Regions from separate parts of the Capra hircus genome. Here region 1 is linked to region 2. A link is a contact called in public Hi-C data. All regions are on one chromosome and are shown on one strand. Each heading gives the region's core, a stretch centred on a gene start, on an enhancer-like site or on the middle of the called end of the contact. The rest is flanking DNA. Distances are from core to core; before and after follow the strand shown.

Evidence for each region. Hi-C and Micro-C count contacts between places; a contact is called where the count stands out from the background.
Region 1: a contact with region 2 is called in a Hi-C map of blood, with 3 times the contacts expected there. The contact joins two enhancer-like sites. A contact is called at or near these places in 2 of 5 Hi-C or Micro-C datasets (both in blood).

Annotation. Positions count from the first base shown.
Region 1 is chr23:39,130,495-39,135,997 of ARS1.2, reverse strand. It overlaps FKBP5 (peptidyl-prolyl cis-trans isomerase FKBP5), which reads right to left. Exons shown (of 13, transcript XM_018038959.1): 10 at 3,503-3,586. Among named protein-coding and RNA genes, the nearest start is that of FKBP5, 110 kb to the right of the region's middle. Within about 2 kb of position 1,592, at least 3 of the 5 cell types and tissues checked have an H3K27ac peak or open chromatin away from gene starts, as enhancers often do.
Region 2 is chr23:39,096,306-39,101,331 of ARS1.2, reverse strand. FKBP5 (peptidyl-prolyl cis-trans isomerase FKBP5) reads right to left here. Exons shown (of 13, transcript XM_018038959.1): 6 at 2,204-2,346; 7 at 1,141-1,255. Among named protein-coding and RNA genes, the nearest start is that of FKBP5, 77 kb to the right of the region's middle. Within about 2 kb of position 2,096, at least 2 of the 5 cell types and tissues checked have an H3K27ac peak or open chromatin away from gene starts, as enhancers often do.

The DNA.
Region 1 (5,503 bases), core at 343-2,842, 35 kb before region 2:
ATGAGAAAGACTTTTCTCTTAATCATATTTTCACTCAGTAACAACTGTGAATAAAAATTGTATAATTAATTCACATGAATGATATATATGCTCTATTACTGTAGAAAGGAAGCCCTGATGTCAGTTTCCAGTGATAAGGATGGGGTAGACACAGTTCCAAGTGGAGGGCCTGGATCTGAAGGCAGTCTTCCTCAGCTTACAAGGGGGTCACCCCCCAGTATGCCCAGGGAAACTGAAGTGCATTTCATATGCCTCACCTACCTTCAGTGTGATCTAGCCTACAGTTGGGCAAAATCATCTAACACAAAGCCTATTTTATAATAGAGTTCTGAATATCTCATGTAATTTATTGAATACTGTCCTGAAAGTGAAAACCAGAAAGGTGTGTGAGTCCAGAACCGCTGTGTCGGTTGTTCAGCCCCATGATCCCATGGCTGGGAGCCATGCTCACTGATGATGACATCACCAGTTTGGGAAGAGGCAATCCAAATTCAAAGTATGATTTCTACCGAATGCATGTTGCTTTCACACAGGTGTAAGTTAGGGGCTGGCTGTCCTTGTAGTCTGCCATAGCCTTAGGCCCCACTACTCAAGATTAAAGTCCTTACCAGTTTCAGGGGCTGGCATTTTCTGTCATTGTCTTTTCTCTTGGTGGATTATGAGCTTTTGGGGACAGGAAGCATGCCCTATCCCTTTTGGAATATTCAGGGTTTAACACGAGGTGGCTCTTGATGATGGTTTGTTAAGTAAATATTAAGGTCAAAGGAATATAACTATGGAATCAAGTTTTTCAATCACTGGGAGCAAAATGGTGAAAGTGAAAGGTGTCCTTTTGCTCTCATCCTCCTCTTAACTACCTTTCTGTCTAATATAGTGTCATAGAGGAAGGAAAGAGCCAGGGAGGACAAAGACCAGATCCGATCACTTCAGTAGGTTCTGACTGTCAGAATGGTAGAGAGGCTACAGTTTCTGAAAGAAAATAAAAAACCCCAAAGTATCAGACTTTATGTAAATGTTCTTTACACTTGAGTATTTTACTTTCTTGATAGTCCTTTCATATATAGTATATATAATTTCTATATCTCAACTTTAAATGAGCAAAGATCTTTGTGTTATTTCTGCTTCTGATGGACTAAAACTGGAGTTCTCAACTAGGGTGGCTCTGTCCCCAGGTGACCATCTGGTAATGTTTCGAGATCTTCTTTAGTTCTCACAACTGGGAATGTGTGTGCACTACTGGCAGCTAGTGGGTAGGCCCAGGGCTACTGCTAAACGCACAGAACCTCCCACTAAACAATTAACTTTACAGCCTCAAATGTCAACTGTGCCAAGGTTGAGAAGTCTTCTCTTTCCTTCACTATTCTAGAGCAAAAGAGGGTTTTTCTTAACCTAAAATCCGAGAGTCATGGACAACTTGTTTCTGAATCAGAGCACTGGCTTCCTGGGTCAGTAATGGTGGTCAAAACACAGCAAAACCTAGTGTGTCTGCAAAGGGTCCTGTGGCTGAAAGATGACCCTTCACTCAGTTGCTTTAAGAATGCTTTATCCCCAAGGAGCACAAGGGGGCGCAAGAACCTCTTGGTAAGAAGTGTCCTCAGCCTTCTTCCCACTGCCTCCAAGTCAGAGGAGAGAGACACTGACCAGCTGTGACAGTTAACACTCCTGTCTCAGTGCTGTCAGCTATGCGGGCGCAACGCCATGTTATATGTGCTTCATGATTATTTTCAGAGCCAAATGAAGACAGTCCTCTCCTACCTTTCTTTAGTGTTCAGAGGTTCATATGAGGAGTTCACACTCTAAACACCAAAATCACTTCCATTTAAAAGCTTTTTACAGCTCTACTCTACTAAGAGCAGAGGCTTCCCCACTTAGGTGTAAACCCAGCCGACAGGTCACTGAGAATAGGGCTCGATGTGTGCGTGGCATGACCGTGCCCCATCTCTGCCCTGGCCGCCACAACAGGACCCCGTGCTTGTGCATAAGTCGCACAACCTGAAAGGTCGAGGCCCAGGAAGGCTGCTCGGCAGACTGGAACTTGCCCTGACATCTGAAAAGGGAATGTGTATAGGAACCCACCTACCATTTCTAAAGTCATACAGCTAAAACTAGGATCGCCGCTGGGATCTTTTACCTATAAATGTGAAGGTGCCTCCAGGGAAGTTTTTAATGCAAAACATTCAAAGACATTCTGGGAGAAAAAGTCTTAGGTCAGTGGTTCTGAACCTTTTCATTAATTTTCCCCCAAAAGAATAATGTTTTGAAAGATTTTGTCTATCAAACTGCACGTTAAAAATAATATGTGTGATCCAGGTTTTATCCAAACATCAGTAATTTTAAGAGTGTTCATAACATTATGAAATACACAAGTCACTATTGTGGTTATGATGCTAAGACGCAACAAAGTTAAATAATTGTATAGCTACTTTAGCACTGATTTCTGCTGCTGATTACAAATTCTGGCCATCTCTCTGTATATATTCAAGACACAGCTATATGATACGTGGCTTTGCAACACTGAGTCATCAGCAACCAATTAGAGTTTCTGAACAGCTGTTTTATTACACTGAGTTGATATTGTCATTTAATCACTAAGTCGTATCTAACTCTTTGCGACCGGGCTCCTCTGTCCATGGGGACTTCCCAGGCAAGAATACTGGGGTGGGTTGCCATTTCCTTCTCCAGAAAATCTTCCCAACTGAGGGATAGAATCCATGTCTCCTGCATTGCAGACAAATTCTTCCCCTCTGAGCCACCAGGGAATCCAGTATATATGAGTCATAAATAAATATATATTATCTATACCCACAGTAAGAAATGCTTTAAGTTATGATTTGTAAATCATACAAATCAACTCATTTAAGCAGGTAAAGTGACAGATGTTGTTATATTCATGGTGTCACCATTAAAGTGAATAATGAGAGTTACTAGCCTTTCTGGCAACCCTATGTTGATTCCTAACAATTTAACTTGATTATTTAAAAATCTAGTAACATGCTCTTTGCACTTTTTATATTGGGTTCAGTTCCTTTCGAAATCTGTGCATGAACTTTTCTCTCATCATGTACCTAAGTGACTTCCCCAAAACGGTGGAAAGGGAAAATGATATGAAACTTATCCCTTTGAATGCTACTATTTGCTAACAATTATTCTATTCATTCTTTGTTTTGTTGCACAAACACTTGGTGACGGCCCACTATGTACCAAGCACAGTGCTTTAGGCCTTAACTGATACATGGTGAGTGGGCAAGCCAGACCTGGTCTGATGCTATGGATGGTTACAGTCTAGATTAGAATGTGTAAAAGAGGCATTTGTATTCTGTGTCACATTAATTCATTCTGCCTTATAATTTCTTATGCTGAAAATGACAGACTTGTAAAAGTTCAGGCTTATTCTTATCCTGAAGGGTACTGACAGAATCCAGGATAGGGGATATCAGCACAATTCACTGATACTTGAGTAAATTCTTTGAGATGGAAAGTATCGTACAAAGAGTCAACGTACCTTGAAGTACACAGTCCCCTTCTCTTTGACAATGGCAGCCTGCTCCAGTTTTTCTTTGGTATCCATCTCCCAGGATTCTTTGGCCTGTTGTATAAATGCGTGACAATGGTTAGATGAACCAAGAAGGAAAAAGCATCAGCTGATGTCCATAAGAAAAAACTTACAGCTACTTCCACAGAATACCCACACCTCAAAACACAGTGGCTTTTAAAACTGTGTGCCCTTGCCAATGCCCTGATAGGCTAGAACTCACTCTCCATGAGAACAAAGGTGTAGCTTGACCCACGCTGCTCAAGAGGGAGGCTTGGGTGGTAACACCGTAAGGAACGTGAATCGTTGAGCACTGTTAAAGAGTGCATCTTTAGAATTACAAGGTGAGGCCACACAGTGAAAGCTGGGGCCTCTTTTCTCATTCTGCTGCTATACTGTTATTACAATTTGGGCAAGCTGTTTCTCTCAAGATTCAGTTTTTACCTCTAAAATGGGAACACCACTGCAGGCAAGTCAGTTATATACTCATACACAGTTTTAAAAACTCCAGGTCATGTAATTGTCTATATTCACTGTGAAACAACCAGACCTGAAGCCTCCAAACTGTGGCAACTTGCAGAAGTTTACTTGGGGAATTTCAAGGAAAACATAATTGGGAAGACAGAGGTGACGCAGAGACATAAACAAGTGCTTTCACGATCACCTGCTAATTTGTGTGTATCATTACTTTCCCACATTACAGATATGAGTCCAGGGACAACTGCACTTTTATTAAGAACAGCTGGATCATAAAGGGTCAACAGAACAATCTGAGAGGCCCTTTAGGGGAAAAGCACTGACACAGCCATTGTCAACTTACTGATAAGAAGCTTCAGTGGATTATAAATCTGCTCTTAATATTACAAAACAAAATTAAATCATGTTGATACCAACATCATCACACACTGTCACATGGTTTCAAGTATAATCTCATAGCACTGTGGTCAGAAAAGATGCTCGATACAGTTTCAGTTTCCTTAAATCTACCAAGGCTTGCCCTGTGGCCCAGCATGTGACCTGTCCTAGACAATGTTCCATGTGCACTTGAAGAGAATGTGTATTCTGTGCTTCTGGATGGACTGCTCTGTAACTACCAATTAAGTCCCTCTTGTCTTAATTGTCACATGTCATTTAAGGCCTGCGTTTTATGATTTTTCTGTCTGGATGATCTGGTCACTGATGTAAGTCCCCCACTATGATTGCGTTACTGTCATTTCTCCTTTTATGTCTATTAACAGCTGCCTTATATACTGAGGTGCTCCTGTGTTGGTCTGTTGTATCTTCATGGATTGATCATGTGGTTTCAAATGTGCCCTTGGGGCTGTGACTGAGCACAGGCTTGCTGTGGTGTACTACAGTACTACTCAGCAGTGAGAGGGCGCCTAAGTGGGCCAGGGCCACAGGGCCACGATGGGAAGGGGTGGGGGTTACTTTACTGAAATGGAAACAAGAAAGCCAAAGGGCTAAATAACCATGTGCAAAAGATCCCCTTTCCCCTATGTGAAACCACTTTGTGCCGTGAAGACAACTTTGGAGGATCAGGACTTCAGAAGACATTACCTGACAACAGGCAATAGCCGTGAAAAGAGCAGGTGTGTGTTTGTGTTATGATTAGGAGCATCACCATAAGGAGAGGATCCCAAAGCTGTCCTCCTCTTTCTCAGCCCAACATTAAGAGGCCCTCAGGACAATGATTCCCTTTCTGTGTCTAATAACATAAAAATGGTCATGTTTCTAGTCTAAAGCTTAAAGTAAGGAACATCGAGGTAGTGCTGGGAGGGAACGAAAGATGTCTACAAAATGCACTCCCAAGGCTCTCAGGGAAGGGAGACTTTGGTGGGGCAGGGACATAGCTGGATGTGACAGTGTACCCAGCTCAGGCAAATGTTTTGTTTGTCCAGGGAAGCTGCTGCCGGGAGCCTCCAGAGGTGGATCTGAGATGGAAGTATGCTCAAGGAGGTGTGCCATTTC
Region 2 (5,026 bases), core at 847-3,346:
AGAAGAAAAGTTATGAGCAACCTAGATAGCATATTCAAAAGCAGAGACATTACTTTGCCAACAAATGTCTGTCTAGTCAAGGCTATGGTTTTTCCAGTAGTCATGTATGAATGTGAGAGTTGGACTGTGAAGAAGGCTGAGCACCAAAGAATTGATGCTTTTGAACTGTGGTGTTGGAGAAGACTCTTGAGAGTCCCTTGGACTGCAAGGAGATCCAACCAGTCCATTCTAAAGGAGATCAGCCCTGGGTGTTTCTTGGAAGGAATGATGCTAAAGCTGAAACTCCAGTACTTTGGCCACCTCATGCGAAGTGCTGACTCATTGGAAAAGACTCTGATGCTGGGAGGGATTGGGGGCAGGAGGAGAAGGGGACGACAGAGGATGAGATGGCTGGATGGCATCACCAGCTCGATGGACGTGAGTTTGAGTGAACTCCTGGAGTTGGTGATAGACAGGGAGGCCTGGCATGCTGCGATTCACGGGGTCGCAAAGAGTTAGACAGGACCGAACAACTGAACTGAACTGAACTGATTTAGCAAATGAAAAGAAAGTAAATAAAATAGCTTCAGGTCATTCTATAAATGACAAAGTGGAACTTGAACCCAGGTCTCCTGACACAGAACAGAATAAATTATTCCCCAGTTTTGATCTGTCTAAAATGATGAACCATTTTTTATCCTGACAACAGCCTGTGAGATGAGTTTGAGAGCCCTGAAGGGCATTACCATTTACTGCTCTATTTAGTAAATGTAACCTTGAGTAATTTATTTAACTTCTCTGAACTCACTTTTCTCACCTAGGGATAATTAATCATACCTCAAAAGGTTACTGTGAGAAATAAATGAATAAATATATAAGGTAACTAATATGGCTATTGGCATACCAAGGAGTCCACAGACTAAGAACTCCTTATTGGATCGGCTTACCTTTTATTCACTTTTTTAAAGAGTTTGAAGAAGCTGGTACAGTTTTTGGCACATACAGGTTGAGTGGATATTTACTAAATGAAGTCATTATTAAAGAAATGTTTAATTTAAAACTATTCTAGATAAATATTCAGTACATTTACTCTTTTAAAGATTTTAAAAAGGAAAGCTCCATTTTGTCCATATAACTGGGACCTCTCACAGCAGTACTTACTCTCTACTGTCGCTCCCTCATTTGGGTTTGAATACCCTTCTCCTTTCCGTTTGATTCTTCGAATAATACCTCCATCTTCAAATAAATCCTCTCCTTTGAAATCAAGGAGCTCAATCTAGAAAGGAAAAAGGGATATGGCTGAGAATGGCCCAAACAAAGTCAATTTAACATACTTAAATGCTAGGGCAACTATTCTCCTTTCATTTTACAAAACAAAACTCTGTTTTATATTTATCTGTGCTTCTCAGTTATTGGAAAAGTAGGGAAAAAAGAACACTGCACTTTTCAATACCTGGAAAGAACCTTCACTTAATGATAATGTCTAGGACCACATCCTGTGGGGCTACACTGCAAAGACAGACAGGAAATACTAGGAAAACTGCCTTGTGGGCAAAACGCCAGAGTGACACAGTTCTGGCCCAAAACTACTTTGTTTAACTCTAGAGGCCACCACTTTTTCACCCCAAATTCATGGGAATTCCCTTCTTAAAATGTAAGACTAAACCCTATGAATCAGGCCTACAACCAACTAAAGGCGTATTTTACCTGTTTACAATGTTTCAGGCATTTTCCCTCTTAATTTTTTAATTAAGTGTGGCCAAATATGTGTGACTCAACACAGGATGAGCAACATTTTATCACCACCTACTGCTTCTAATGAGGAAGTGAGATCTAGGACAGTTATAAACCTCTGTCATAAAAATAGCTTTACAACTTGGTTTAGGTGTATTTCAACATTTATCTCCCACATTTCCCATCCTGTCCTCTGGTCGAGTCTGAATATGTCACAACTCAGACCACTGATCAGAACCTTTATTTCTAAGCCTGTTTTCTTTTGTTTATTTGGATATGACCGTTCTGTGCCAGAGACACGTTTCTAAGAAAGCACTGGCACACACCCCTTGGGTTTGTGGGAAACAATTCAAGAAGCCAAGCTCCAAAATAAATAAGTTGGATCCGATTCTCAATAGCAAGCTTAGCTCCTCGTTGCACTGCCTGTCGCTTTGGAGCCAGCACTGTAGTAGAGCAGATGCTAACAAGGCAACATCACACACATACTTGCCTCAAAAAAGAGAGTTGCATTCGAGGGAATTTTGGGGAGACTGCCAGCTGAGCCATATGCATATTCTGGTTTGCACAGTAAATGACAGATCTCCCCTTTCTTCATGGTAGCCACCCCAATGTCCCATGCCTTGATAACTTGGCCTAGGAGAAAGGAAAAAGTGGTTGAAAGCTATAGGCTATATTTTAAGACTTTCACAAAACAAAAATTCAAACACATTTCCCATTCCTTAAACGATACACTACTCAGCTAGGAAACGGGGGCTACAAAAAAACTCAGTCAAAGCTACACACTAAGAAACAAAGTGTGATCTTTTTTTTCCTGAGAGCTAACAGAGAAGATTCTCTGCCGAGAAGCATGAAAGTGGTATCAGATTCTAAACTGCTCAAAGACTAAGTCTTTAAGAAGTGGCAGTAACACGATCTCTGAAATGTGGCTGGGCTGCAGTTGTTGGTTAATTTATAATTTCAACCATAAGAATAAGTGCGTGTTTTCTAGGCAGAGATGGAACAAAAATAGTATAGAAAATGGAATTTGTCCTAAGAAAGCATATAATTTAGTTGGGTAGACAAAAACAACAAACAAGAAGCAGTCGGAAAAGTATAAATTGCATAAAACGGCGCATGAAACAGATTTCTCCTCAAAGTTTAGAGTAAAAAAAAGAAGTGGTTTTTGTTTTTCTAAAAAACCAGAATGATGTGTGTCTTCTTCTGCCAAATCACAAGAACTACAGAACTCAGAAAATTTTTTTGCTTACTTCCAGGAAACTAAAAGTTTACTGTAAAACTGTATTTTTTTTTTAATTTTTTGGATATGGACCATTTCTAAAGTCTTTATTGAATTTGTTACATTACTGCTTCTGTTTTATTGTTCTGGCTTTTTTGGCCACAGGCATGTGGTATCTTAGCTCCTGATCAGGGATCAAACCCACACCCCCCCACACCCCCCCTGCACTGGAAGGTGAAGTCTTAACCACTGGGCCACCGGGGAAGGAGCTTAACCTACATGATCGGATCTTACAATAAGCAGTCCCAAATCCTTTGGAAAACAACAGAAAATGTACAAAACTTCAAGGGATGATATACAAATTTGAGGTGCTCTGTCAAAGACTTGAGTATTCAAAGTGAGACCAGGTGAGCAATGAACACCAAAAAAAGCAAAATTTTGAAAACAGCTGTTATCTTGAACTGAGAGCTGATGGTAGGACTACAGTAAGGATGATTAGAATAAGAGGAACTCTACACTAAGGTATGTAAGTACAGAGAGACAAAGCATGTGTGACTCATGACTTCAGCTTAGTCTTACGCATTACAACTTTTCAAAATATCAGGTATACTTATTTTAAAGTGTATGTAAGGTATACATGCCTATTTTTACAAATACTTAAGAGAGAAAGATGTAAGTGAAAAGTCATTCATTCCCTCCTTATAAGAAGCCACTGTTGTTATTTCTTTTTTGTATCTTTCCACTGTGCGCTGTTGCTTCTTTAAAAATTTAAAACAAAAGGACAGCATACTATACATTCAGGTCGGAACTGCTTTTTCATTACATAGATTCTTATATACATATATTTTAATATATATAAATATATGACATAAAATGCTATAAATATATATAAACATGTTTATAATTTATATATGTATGAATATATGCTTATATACACACACTTATATCTTTATTCATCAGCTGATAGGAGGATATGAATTTTAGGGGTCAGCAGTACAGCCTGCTTTAACTCCAGACTGCGTAAATTAGAATACCAGGTCTGCCGCATATTAGTTGTGTGACCTTGTCCAAGTTTCCTTGTCTGCAAAATGTAGATAATAACAGTACTTGCCATATAGTTGTTATAAGAACTCAAGTGCCTGGCATATAATATACACTGAATAAAGAATAGTCGTCGTCATCATCAATACATACTGACCTACTTCATGCTCAGTGGCTTCAGAATATTCCAGTCACTCTACTCTTGAGAAACATTATCATCAACAGTACTCTAATAAGGATTTTTGTCCCTTATGTTTGCCTTTTATGTGCAAGTATATCTGGAGAGCAAATTCCTAGAAGTGCAGAGGTGATGTGCACTTTCTATTTGATAGATATTGCCCAACTGCCCTTCCAAAAGAGCTATATCAGTATACATGCCCACACACGGTTCCAAAGTGAAAACAGTCTAGAATCATTAGAGGAAATGTAAAGTCTGCTGTTGACAGGCTGCTTCACAGTCACTGATGGTCCTCAAAGACTGTGACTGGTTTTAGTGTGGTCCATACAGAACTTTTTTTACTCTCAACTCTGCTATTTTAAGACCAATAATACCTTATACCCTCTTTTATTGGAAAGAGGAAACCATATTGTGGGGGTACTATTGTATATTTGTTCAAGACATTTAGCCAATTACTGAGGAGCAAAGGTCTGTCCAGGTTCTAAAAATTTGAAAGTGGGTGTTCCCTTCTTCCATCTAAGAAGCATGCAACGTAGATTGGCTAGTGCAGCAGAAAGACACATGCCTTATTTGTTTTTTTAAGTGTATGGTGAACACTAACACAGAATACAAACAGTGGCTTTTGCCTTGGGCTGGGGATTGGAGCAATCAGCAAAAGCTTTATTCACAGATGATGTCTATGGTAGGCCTGAGAAGCTGGAAACAGCAGTCTGGCTATTAAATCCACAGGAACCCCAAGCTATATAAATCATGTCTGTGCCTTTGGCTTTTCTTCTCATTCAGGAACATTTAAGTTTCTTTTACACAGAACTTCAGATACTGAATGAAACACGCTGAGCAAAGAGCCAGCCTGATATGAACATGGATATGTTTCTAAA